2 separate regions of the Pan troglodytes genome follow, and region 2 is linked to region 1. The links are chromatin contacts, called in public Hi-C maps. All regions are on one chromosome and are shown on one strand. The core of a region is the stretch at or near the end of the contact, and the rest is flanking DNA. Distances in the headings are between cores, read along the strand shown. Region 1 overlaps EPHA4 (EPH receptor A4). Region 2 holds the start of EPHA4 (EPH receptor A4).

The links. A called contact is a pair of places that touch in the nucleus more often than the background predicts.
Region 2: a contact with region 1 is called in a Hi-C map of stem cell-derived neural progenitor cells, with 2.4 times the contacts expected there. The contact joins the promoter of EPHA4 here to the enhancer-like site in region 1. A contact is called at or near these places in 1 of 7 Hi-C or Micro-C datasets (stem cell-derived neural progenitor cells) and 1 of 1 datasets of contacts at active chromatin or transcription factors (stem cell-derived excitatory neurons).

The regions. Positions count from the first base shown.
Region 1 is chr13:123,673,943-123,679,863 of NHGRI_mPanTro3-v2.0_pri, reverse strand. EPHA4 (EPH receptor A4) reads left to right here. Exons shown (of 19, transcript XM_009444396.5): 16 at 731-924; 17 at 4,264-4,419; 18 at 4,746-5,678. The coding sequence ends at 4,860. Among named protein-coding and RNA genes, the nearest start is that of EPHA4, 150 kb to the left of the region's middle. Within about 2 kb of position 3,698, at least 6 of the 24 cell types and tissues checked have an H3K27ac peak or open chromatin away from gene starts, as enhancers often do. A contact at or near this core is called in stem cell-derived neural progenitor cells, where this site is marked.
Region 2 is chr13:123,819,932-123,825,094 of NHGRI_mPanTro3-v2.0_pri, reverse strand. It overlaps EPHA4 (EPH receptor A4), which reads left to right and starts at 2,088. Exons shown (of 19, transcript XM_009444396.5): 1 at 2,088-2,264; 2 at 3,949-4,072. The coding sequence starts at 3,982.

The sequences.
Region 1 (5,921 bases), core at 2,449-4,948:
ACCATTATAACTTCCTTCTTTAGATGTGCGAGGGTCTCCTTTAAAATGTAAATGCCCCAAAAGAAGGAATTTTTTAAATTGTTTTTTACTTTTTAAAAAAAATCTACTTACTAACACCTTTAACAGGGTCGACTGACAGCCAACTAAGACCAAGAAAGCAATTCAGAGTTGGTGTCTAGGGGTAGAGTAATCCAAAAGAAAAAATGGCTGGGCGTCTGGACTTGGACTCTGGTGTTGACACACTGGCTGTCTATGTAAGAGGACAGGGCCTTAAAAGGAGGCAAAGAAAATTCCATTTTGGAGACAGCTATTAATTGCTTCCCAAGGGAGGTCTTTGGCACTAAATCAGAGTCTCTTTTGCGAAGAGTGTTTAGGTGTGCTAATAGCAGAATGGAGCGGGGCAGGGGACTGGAGGCAGGGGGCAGGGCCACATGATCTCTGAGGGCCATCACCAAAACTGACACCACATTGTGGATCTGACTGGGCTCTAGCCACTCGAGAACATTGATGCGTCTTCCCTTTAGAGTACACCTCAGTGCAACAGCTGGCTTCCCTCTCCTGTTGCCAGTGATACTCAGGTCTAGCTTTGGCTCATGTGAAGGAGTTGGAGCTGTTCCCAGGCTCCAGCTTGCTGGCAGCTTCGTGCACAAGAAACATGCCAGTCGGAAGGGTGAACCTTGAACAGCAGCTTGCCTGGCAGCTTAACATACCATCCTGTTGTCTTCCATAGGTGATTAAAGCCATTGAGGAAGGCTATCGGTTACCCCCTCCAATGGACTGCCCCATTGCACTCCACCAGCTGATGCTAGACTGCTGGCAGAAGGAGAGGAGCGACAGGCCTAAATTTGGGCAGATTGTCAACATGTTGGACAAACTCATCCGCAACCCCAACAGCTTGAAGAGGACCGGGACGGAGAGCTCCAGGTCAGCCATGCTTACTTAATAGTGATGTATGAAAGAACACATTAGAGGAGGCAGGCAAGTGGTGACTCACTTAAATTCCTGCCTTTTCATCAGAGGCCACTTCATGGCTCTCTGCAACCTGGGTGGCTTCTTTCTCAATTAGTAGAGTATTTCAGGTAGTTCTATTCAGCATTTTGAATAACTAATACCTGTCAGGCATCAAATAGTTATAAGGAAAAAACTTTAAAAAATAATAATAGTAGGAAAGAAATAACTGAAGTGCCTATTTTAGGATGCCAGGCCTGAAATTTAGGAAGAGGGGTGAAATGTACTTTTAGAAGACGTTCAGATCAGTAGGTGCTGTATTTTGAAATGGGGCAGGAACATTGGAATAGTAAGAAATAAGGATTAGAAAACAGGTCTTTAAGCACGGCAATTTTAAGTTGATTTATAAAATGTTAATTGTAAGAAAGAGATTCATTAGGTTTCAGTTCTTCTGGTTTCCCTTTTCTGAGTCTTTCAGAGTAGGAGGAAACAGGGCCAAGACAGGAAATGATTGAGTTATAAAGCATGCAGATGAACGTTTGTGAAGGATTTTAAAGACCAAAATGATTGGACCACCTGAAAGAGGTAGTTATTTTCTTGGAATGAGCAAAATGAAGAAGTATATCAGTCTGTAGAGAACATAAAGATACTATAAGTCCTACAAGTTCAGTGAGAACTTTCTACAGGGAGAATGGACTTTACTGGTATAAGATTCAGGATACCTACATATCAGTAGTCTCATCTGAAAGGGTGTAGACCATCTTTATCAGTTAAATTATTTTAGAATACAGGCATAATAGACCAGGTGACTCAGGCCTGCGAGAGGTGAGACACTCACTCATCTCCAAGTCTGAGCTTCTCACAGGTTTCTGTTTCATCATGATCCTGTGTTAACAATAGGAGGACATTTTCTCCCACAATATTTAAGCCCTTCCAGTCTTTGCAGGCCCTGTGGTGTTCTCCTCTCATCTTTCTCCTGAAAACTTAGACTAAAGATTCTAGAAAAGAAGGAAAACACATTACATGAAAAAAAAGAGAACTGTGGAATAGATAGTAGAGATACCCTATATTCTCCGCCAGGTTTTCAAATCCCTGTCATTAGCAACTACACAAAATGCTCAATGGTCTGTCCAGCTCTTTTCAAATAACACTGAAAAGGGCTGAATTAACATTTCACCTCTGCCACTTGGTCACTATGTGAACTAAAAAAAATAAAAAAGTCTCCTACTATTGTGAGGCTATTTCTTGTTCTTCTGTTCTCCAAGAGGGTGAAATAGATGACTATAAGGCCTCCTTTCCAGATCTAGCTGACTTCTCTTCCACCTTTTAGATCTTCAGCACCAGAGCCCATGTATTTTGTCTGAGGGTCCATTCAAGGCCAGTTTTTTGGTGTTTGGTACTTCTTCTGTTAGCATAAGTCATTCAACCACTACTATCACATAGCATCTGCTTTGCCCCAAGGTACAGAACAAGTTGAGGTATTAGATACACTATTATCAGTTCTAAATTCTTTTTGCTGATGGTACTTAAATAGCTTTGAAGCTTATTATGGCTTACCTATAATGAGATGTAGTATAACATGGTATGTGATTCAGCACAAAATTAGGCTAACATCATGGTGTGCCACCAAGAGCACAGAGGCTTCCAGAACAAGCTGAAGAACCACCCTTAAAGTTAATTGACATCGAGTGAAGATATTTTCGTTGTAAGGTCATATTGACCTTGTCGGTGCTCAGAGCCTACATCTTCCTCATTAATGCTTTTGGCTTAAAGTCAGAAGTAAATGCAAACTATTGGCTTTTGTCTAATAACAAATATTATTGCTATATATCCGCACTCAATTAAATGTCCAAAATTCTATGTGGTAACATTTGTTGTTGACTCAAAATTGAAAGAATAATTATATCTTGATTATTTTTGCTGTAAACATTTACAGAATTGTACTTAGAAAATCAAACTTATATTGAAATAATGGACACAAAAGAAAGGTTACAATGGCAAGGTATTATTTGGACACGAAACTGACTGATAAAACAAATCTTTGTCAAAATATTTATATAAACAAGAAATAATACAAATCAAGTCAATTTAGATAAAAATGAAAAATTTAAAAATTGAATTGGATTAATTCTGCTATGTAGAAAATTAAAGCATTATATCGACTTAATTTTGTTTTTACAAGGAAAGAGTTTTTTGGTTGAAAATTTAGTAGTAATGATATAATTGTGATTTAAATGTTTGTACTTAAACATAGTATCATGTTGAAAATCAGGTCAAAATGTTAAGATCAAACACATTCTGTAATTTTTAGGAAAAACAGAAGTTCAAAAACTATGACTTAACAAGTAGCAGTATTTTTCTACAGGTTATTATAAGTAAAGGTAGTATAAAATACCCCCATGAAGGCCTACTCTATGGTTATTCAGCAATTGGGTGATGAAGATAACTAACTATAATTCGCTTAATAGTTTTTATTAGTAAATGATTTTTTATATGTCAATATCATTAGGAAAGGCAGAATTCCAGCCTGTAATTGCTTGTGACAGTGACCTAATAGAAAACACCTGGCCTAAGAAATGAGTAAACTAATAAATAAGTTAATAAGAAGTGCTTTGAATTTGTTGAAATCATTATTCAGGAACCCCAGCAAGGGAATACGAGAAGCACATTCCACAATCCAAACAGTGATCAAAGTGGCCATTCTTCTGCCAGCCTTGGCACTCGTGCTGGTCAGGCATGGGTTGATTAAAGAGGGGATTAACTCCCTGCTGTCCCAAGTTTGTTTGAATGCCCCAAGCCTGCCTGCAGACTAGGCTGGAAGCATGCTGGACTTGAATTCTTGCTGTTTTCTCTGCTTCAATCCAGTCTGGCAGGTGGCAAGCTCGCAGTTTTCCTTACTCATCCTTCACTAGGGTTTCCATAGTTGCTGAACGAAAGTCTGTAATATTCAGTACTGGCAGGGACTGGACTCTTTCTGCAAAGATTGAACAGGTTTCGGCCATGAGGACTCTCCCAGTCTTCACCCCAGGCTAGGGTGTTAAAAGACCTGCTATGAGCATGAATGCCCTCAGAGGGCCACATAAAACAAGCGCAGGAAATAGAATTAAGAAAAAATAGGATGATTGATACATGCTTTAGCAGCTTTGTGAAGTTAAGAGCAAAATATTGCATGGTTACATTTAACAACAATTGTTCCATTTAAAACCTTCTCTTAGCTTTTCGGTTCTCCTTGCCTATTTGAGGCAATCAGATTTCTGAGTCTTCTTGTCTCACTGGTAGCTCCGTTCTGCTTATATTTTCTTGTTCTCTTTCTAGACCTAACACTGCCTTGTTGGATCCAAGCTCCCCTGAATTCTCTGCTGTGGTATCCGTGGGCGATTGGCTCCAGGCCATTAAAATGGACCGGTATAAGGATAACTTCACAGCTGCTGGTTATACCACACTAGAGGCTGTGGTGCACGTGAACCAGGAGTAAGTACTCAACGATGTAACACGAAAGGGTAAATCTAGATTTAATAGTATTTTCTTTTTTTTGCTTTGAGCTGCGTAATCATCCTACTCATTAAAAAAAAAAAAATCTGGAATGCCTCTCATTTTGATTGAGTATAATTTTACACAGCCTCTATAAAGTATCTACATTCTTGCATTAAATTGCTTAATGAAACATTTTAATACACCTGCCTTGTTGTGCTGTATTAATTGTGGCTGATTCAAACGTGTGTCTGCATGAAGCCCAAGAAAAGAGATTGTCAGTCCCCGTGACTTCTTCTGTCCCTTTTTTGTCGCCCTATGTACAGGGACCTGGCAAGAATTGGTATCACAGCCATCACGCACCAGAATAAGATTTTGAGCAGTGTCCAGGCAATGCGAACCCAAATGCAGCAGATGCACGGCAGAATGGTTCCCGTCTGAGCCAGTACTGAATAAACTCAAAACTCTTGAAATTAGTTTACCTCATCCATGCACTTTAATTGAAGAACTGCACTTTTTTTACTTCGTCTTCGCCCTCTGAAATTAAAGAAATGAAAAAAAAAACAATATCTGCAGCGTTGCTTGGTGTACAGATTGCTGAAACTGTGGGGCTTACAGAAATGACTGCCGGTCATTTGAATGAGACCTGGAACAAATCGTTTCTCAGAAGTACTTTTCTGTTCATCACCAGTCTGTAAAATACATGTACCTATAGAAATAGAACACTGCCTCTGAGTTTTGATGCTGTATTTGCTGCCGGACACTGAGCTTCTGAGACATCCCTGATTCTCTCTCCATTTGGAATTACAACCATTGTATTTTGTTTGTGGCATAAATTACAGTCATCTGTCTTTCACTGGAATGAAGACCATGCCTAGGAACATTTTTTAAGGACTCAGCTGTGGCTTTTAGGGCTTGGTTCATACCATGGGGGAAAAAAAAATCCTAGGAGAAAGCGACGTGGCTCATTAGTGTTGCCTCTTCAGTGCTCAAGCCGCCTGGTGGATTCCTATGACACAGGGGGCCTGGAAAGAAAGGGAAAGTGGATTTAAAATATATATATACGTAACCCAAGCCCCATAACCCCTAACTGGACAAATGAGGTCTGTTTCTTTGGGCCTGAGGCTGTGCCATATAAAGTCTTATTTTGGGACTTTACAAACTTGTCCTAACTATCTTGTGGATAGTGGGCTGTGACAATCTGGAATAGAGAACGTTCATACTTCGCTCCTTTAAAGAAGCGACCCCAGATCTGCAAGGTAAGTCCAACAACCAAGAATGAATTTTTCTCCAGTGAAAACTCCTTTTGTGTTTTAAACTTGATCTCATTCGAAATACTGAAAACAGAAAAATACTCTCTCGTGTCTCTCAGGTTGTGTTGATGTTTTTCAGGATTTCAGTCCTTTTTTGACAGTGAAAGAGGAGACCAAACACAGTGTGGTTTCCCTGCTATTCTTCCAGGGAGAAGTGACATATGAACCAGATGAGGTCAGGCTCTGAGG
Region 2 (5,163 bases), core at 839-3,338, 150 kb before region 1:
TGGCTCATGACTATAATCTCAGCACTTTAGGAGGATGAGGCAGGAGGATTGCTTGAGCCCAGGATTTTGAGACCAGCCTGGGCAACATGGTGAAACCCCATCTCTACTAAAAATACAAAAAATTAGCCAGGTGTGGTGGCACACATCTGTAGTTCTAGGTATCCGGGAGGCTGAGGTGAGAGTATCACGTGAGCCTGGGGAGGGTGAGGCTGTGGTGAGCCATGATCACACCACTGCAATCCAGCCTGGGTGACCTGAGTGAGACCCTGTCTCATAAAATAAAAATAAAAATAAAAATGACTAATAACAGCTGGCTAACACACGCCAGGTACTATACCAGAAGCTCTATAACATTCATTCAGTATTTAGAAGAACCATATAATGTTAACTATCTACAATTTATAGATGAGAAAACCATATCTCAGAGAGGTCAAGGAACTTAAAGACACACAGCTAGAAAAAGCCCAGCTAAAGTATCAAATTGGGGTTGTCTGAACTGAAAGTTCTGGTTCTCTAAAAGAGAACTCAGGGAGTCATTGGAGCACTATGGGCAGGTTCCATTTTTTTCACAAAAAATCCACCAGGATGCCTAGAAAAAGCAGAGTGGATTCATCTTCTTATTCTCTCTGTCTCTCCAGTCTTTCATACACCCTCCTTATCATTATTTGTCTACGGGTCAAAGGCTCCTTTCTCTTTACTTTGGTGAAATTGGCCCTCCACATACAGGTGGAAACCCTGGGATGCTTGGTGCTATTTACAAACGTCTTTTACGGATTAAAAACACCTTTGGAATTCAATCTTAATTCAATTCAGCATTTGCAAGGTACTTCATAGCTCAAACGTTTGTGGTAGGCACTGTATAAAAAAAGTATATCATTGTTTTCAGATTATTCAATTACTATTTTCATTAAGTGTGTAAGCAGATATGTTTTGACATGTTTCTTAGTGGATTCAAAATAACCCCAAATTTTTACTGTAGTAAGACTTGTCTTACTCAAGAGTAAAGCAATTTTATTTTAAAATTAGGTGATTTTAGGTACTTTTTTAAAGGTATGATATTCCATTGTATCCTTATGACTCCGTTGATGTGTCGTAAACAGTCTCCAACATTTGAAAACTCCAGGTTGTCTTCCCATAATGTGGGTGGTTTTCTGCATTGATGGTAGACAAAGGCCACCGTCATTTTAAAAATTTTGCCTTACTCTTCAAGGAATCATATCTCCTAGGTTAGAACACCTTTGTTCTAGGTAGTCACAATGGACAGAGGAATTTTCAGCAGCTCATTTCTGTTCTGCAACCCAGAAATGATTTAAAGAGGAAGTTATAGTTCAGTTTTTCCAAGTTAGCATTTCCTGCTTCTTGGTTCTCCTGATTATCGGGCTGCCTTGGGTCCTGAACTAAAACATAGGAAGAAAAAAGGGGAAGTCAGTGAATGTGCTCTAGCAAATGATGCCTTGCTTTCAGGCAGCTGTGTCTGGAAAGACTTTGTTTAATATTCAATGTGCATATCCTGGGGAAAAAAATGGTACATGTTTTAGAAATTTTACTGTTTATAACAATGCAGGCAGTCAGTTTCCCATTTCAAACACAGATAGATATATGCAACACTCAAGCTCCTGCAGAGAGGCAGCCAGCATCTATTGTTTAAAAAGATTTCAAAGAATTCGGATTGCTCTTTTCTCTTTTGAATCTGTGTGCCAAATGACAGGGACCAATATTCGTCTTCTTTTTCTGTAAAACTCAGAAAGACACATGAAAGAACCCAGAAATGCATTTCTTAAAGGGATTTAGTGCAGTTATTTTAAATAATTTATGCACGCACACACACATACATATATCCCCCGAGTACATATTTTTTCCCTTTTTACTTGTGTGCAATCAGTAGCTACAATAACTGAATTCCACTTCTTTGGACTGTGACATTTAAGCAAATCTTGTATCTAGAAACCGAAATGCCCAGAGTCTCGCACAAGCTGTTCGTCTGGGCCACCAACTCACACAGCCGCCGCCCAGCGCCTCGGCACGCGTGCTCATCTTGTGTAAAAGTAAAAGTTGCTCATGTCATTAGCTCGGCTCTGAGTTTGCATGAGAAACCAGCGCAGCTCTCGAGCCACGGGAGAAAACACGATCTGCTGCGGAGCCCAGTGACCTGAAACTGTAGCAGTGACTCGAGACCTGTCCTCTCCTCGACGTCGCCCTACAACCCTCCCGCTTTATTTAGGATCCGCTTTTCCGAGAGCAGCCACTCAGGCAACCCCCGGAAGGTTTGTTAGGAGTTTCTCCTTGAAACGCTTTCCGATTCCATCTTTTGAAATCCAGCAGGCGAGAGTCACGACAGACTCCAGGACCTCTCGAGCGCTGTCCGCAGCCCCACGGTAGGAGTAGCCCTAGTGCACGAGACTTGGCGGTGGCTGAAAAGCTCGCCCAAACGCACGCACCACCTCTCTGCGGGGTTGCGGATTGCGGGTTGCGGTCTTTGTCCGCTCGCCCTTCCTCCGGGGCCGCACACTCCCGCATCTTGCCGGCAGGTGGCGCGGTTGGCTCACGATGAGCTGCGGCCGGGGCTGGAGAGGCTCCTCCACCTCCCAGCGGCCGCCCGGCCGCCGGGACCCAGGCTCCCCAGGAAAACTCGGCCCTGTTCTGGAGGAAGTCAGAGGAGGGGAGGCCTGGGAAGGGGAAGGGAGGCCTCATTGCTAGGAATCAGTGCTCCTGCCAGCGCCTGGGGAAATGCACCGAGTGGCGTTGGGGACCGGTCCCTGGGACACCGGCTGCGCTGCCTTCGCCGGACCGCTCTTAGGTGGCCGCGTCCACGGCTCGGGCATCGGGAAAAGACCACAGCCCGATGGTGCCAGTGCCCCCGGGGCCGGAGCAGCCGGGCGGGGCTCTGCGGGTCCTCCTGCTCGCCGTCTTCTCCCGGGGCAGGGAGGGCTGCCCCGGCTAGGTCGGAGCGGAGAGTCGCAGCAGCCGCTCCGGGCAGCTTCCCAGTCCCAGTCCGCCTTGTCTGTGCGGCTGCAAATCCCCGCACCCACACTTAAGCCTTTCACTTCTACCCCACCGCTCCCGGACGGGCTAGGCCCGGTTCCAGGGACTCGCCCCAACCCTGCCCCCGGGAAATCCACAACTGGTTCCCTGCAGCCCAAGGCCATCTCGGGGCGTCCTGGGCCCTGGGCGAGGTCCACGGCGTGTGCAGGGTGACGGGGCCAGCGGGGACTTCCTTAGTGCTAGAAAGTCATTCGTTCAGTCTCTGGAGACAGTGACGGAGCCCTGCTGCGGGCTGGACGTTGGGGACCAAGTAGGTCCCCGCTCTCCAGGCATCTGGGGAGCCAGGGAAGAAGCGAGTGATAGAGCCACAAAACTCCCCGCAAAGAGTATTTCAGAGGGGGAAGCGCCATAAAGACAAAACAGGGCAAGGTGGCAGAGGGTGGCGGTGGCAGGCGCGCGTCTGCAGCTCAGCCCGGGCGCGCTGGACGCAGACACGTCGACCCTCCTAAAGAAGCAACCGCAGGTCAGCTTAGACTTCTTTTATTTCAGTAAAAGAGCGTTTTCCTCCATCTTAAACCGCCCGTGGTGGGAGAAAAGGTTGCCAACCTCTTCTCTGGCTCCCCTCGGTCAATTCCGAGCTTTTCGAAGGTCCCTCCGCTGTCCAGGGGCTCGACCTTCGAGGTAACATGGGGGATCCCGCTGGCTCCCTCCGGCAGGCGGGGGCGGGGACCCGGCCGTGCTCGCCCCCTCGAGCCCCGGGAGACCGGGCGCCCGGTGGAGCCCGGAGGGGGCGGAACCCTGGGGCGGGCCCTGCGCGGTGAAGGCGGGGCCTCGGCCGCCCTGTCTGCGCCGCCATTGGCCGCGGGCCGCGGACTGGCGGGCTCACGTCACCGGCCGGGCCCGCCCCCTTGGCAATGTCTTCAGCCCGCTGCTCTCCTAACTTAAGCATTTATTCCACTGGGATAGAAGCGGCAAGAGCAGCGTTGGCACCGGCGAACCATGGCTGGGATTTTCTATTTCGCCCTATTTTCGTGTCTCTTCGGGATTTGCGACGCTGTCACAGGTTCCAGGGTGTACCCCGCGAATGAAGGTAAGAGCGGGACGGCCTTTCTGTGGTCGGGGACGGCGAGGGGCCATCGCGGGTGAGGGGTCCTCAGGAGCGCAGGGCCAGGTGGTGCGGGGGGAGCCCAGTGTGAAGTGCGTCCCGATTCGGGAGAAGGGGGCTGAGGCGAGGAGATCGGCGAAGGGGCAGCGGGGAACCGCCGGACAGCCTGCCCCGAGGCGGTGACCCGTGCACGCGGCGGGTCTGTCCAAGTTTGTAACCAAAGGCCAAAGTTTATCAGCATCCGCCAGAGAGGCCCGCTCGAGGCGCCCTGAGGGGATGCACGGGAGACAACGCCGGGATTTAAAAAAAAAAAAAAAAATTACAAGAACCACGTCCTCTCCTGAGCCAGCCCGGGGCGAGGGGAAAACGCAGCCTGGAGCACAGTGAAAGCTTGGTGCTCCCGGATTCTAGCGAAAGCCTTTCGAGCTCTGGTTTCTGCAAAGTTTCCCGAGCCCTGCGTTTCTCGGGACCGGGCTGCGGGGCCTGCTCCGCAGCGCAGCGGTCGTGGCGCCGCTCGTCAGGCGCCAGTGACCTGATTTCTAGCACCCGGAGTCAGACACCTTTCTCCTCGCCAAGCCCAGCGCCCCGAGGGTGCGATTGCGGGCCTGAGGGGCCCGAGCTCTTCGCCCCGCAGACTTGGGGAACCCGCCGGCAAGTTGAACGCAGTCGAGTTTTAGCTTTTCGCCCCAGAATTGCACACAGTTTAGAGCTAACGTGCGGGATCGACGGGACCCGTCTGGGTGCTCAGTTTTCTGTGCATCCGTTCGGACGTGCTGGGAGGATTATATGTGCCTGTGTGTCTGTGTCGGGAGGTGGGGCGGGGCGGGGGGGCGGTGATCATTTAGTTTCTGAGAAACCCAGGGAGAGGCGAATTTGTGTGTGTGTGTGTGTGTGTGGTGTGTGTGTGCATGTCTGCGTGTGTGTGCATGTCTGCATGTGTTGTGTGTGTGCATGTCTGTGCATGTCTGCGTGTGTGTGCATGTCTGCGTGTGTGTGCCTGTGTGTGTGTGCGCGCGCGTGCAACTGCGTGTATGTAGGTGCGCGAATGCCTGCGTGGAAGCGGACGCGGAGGATTG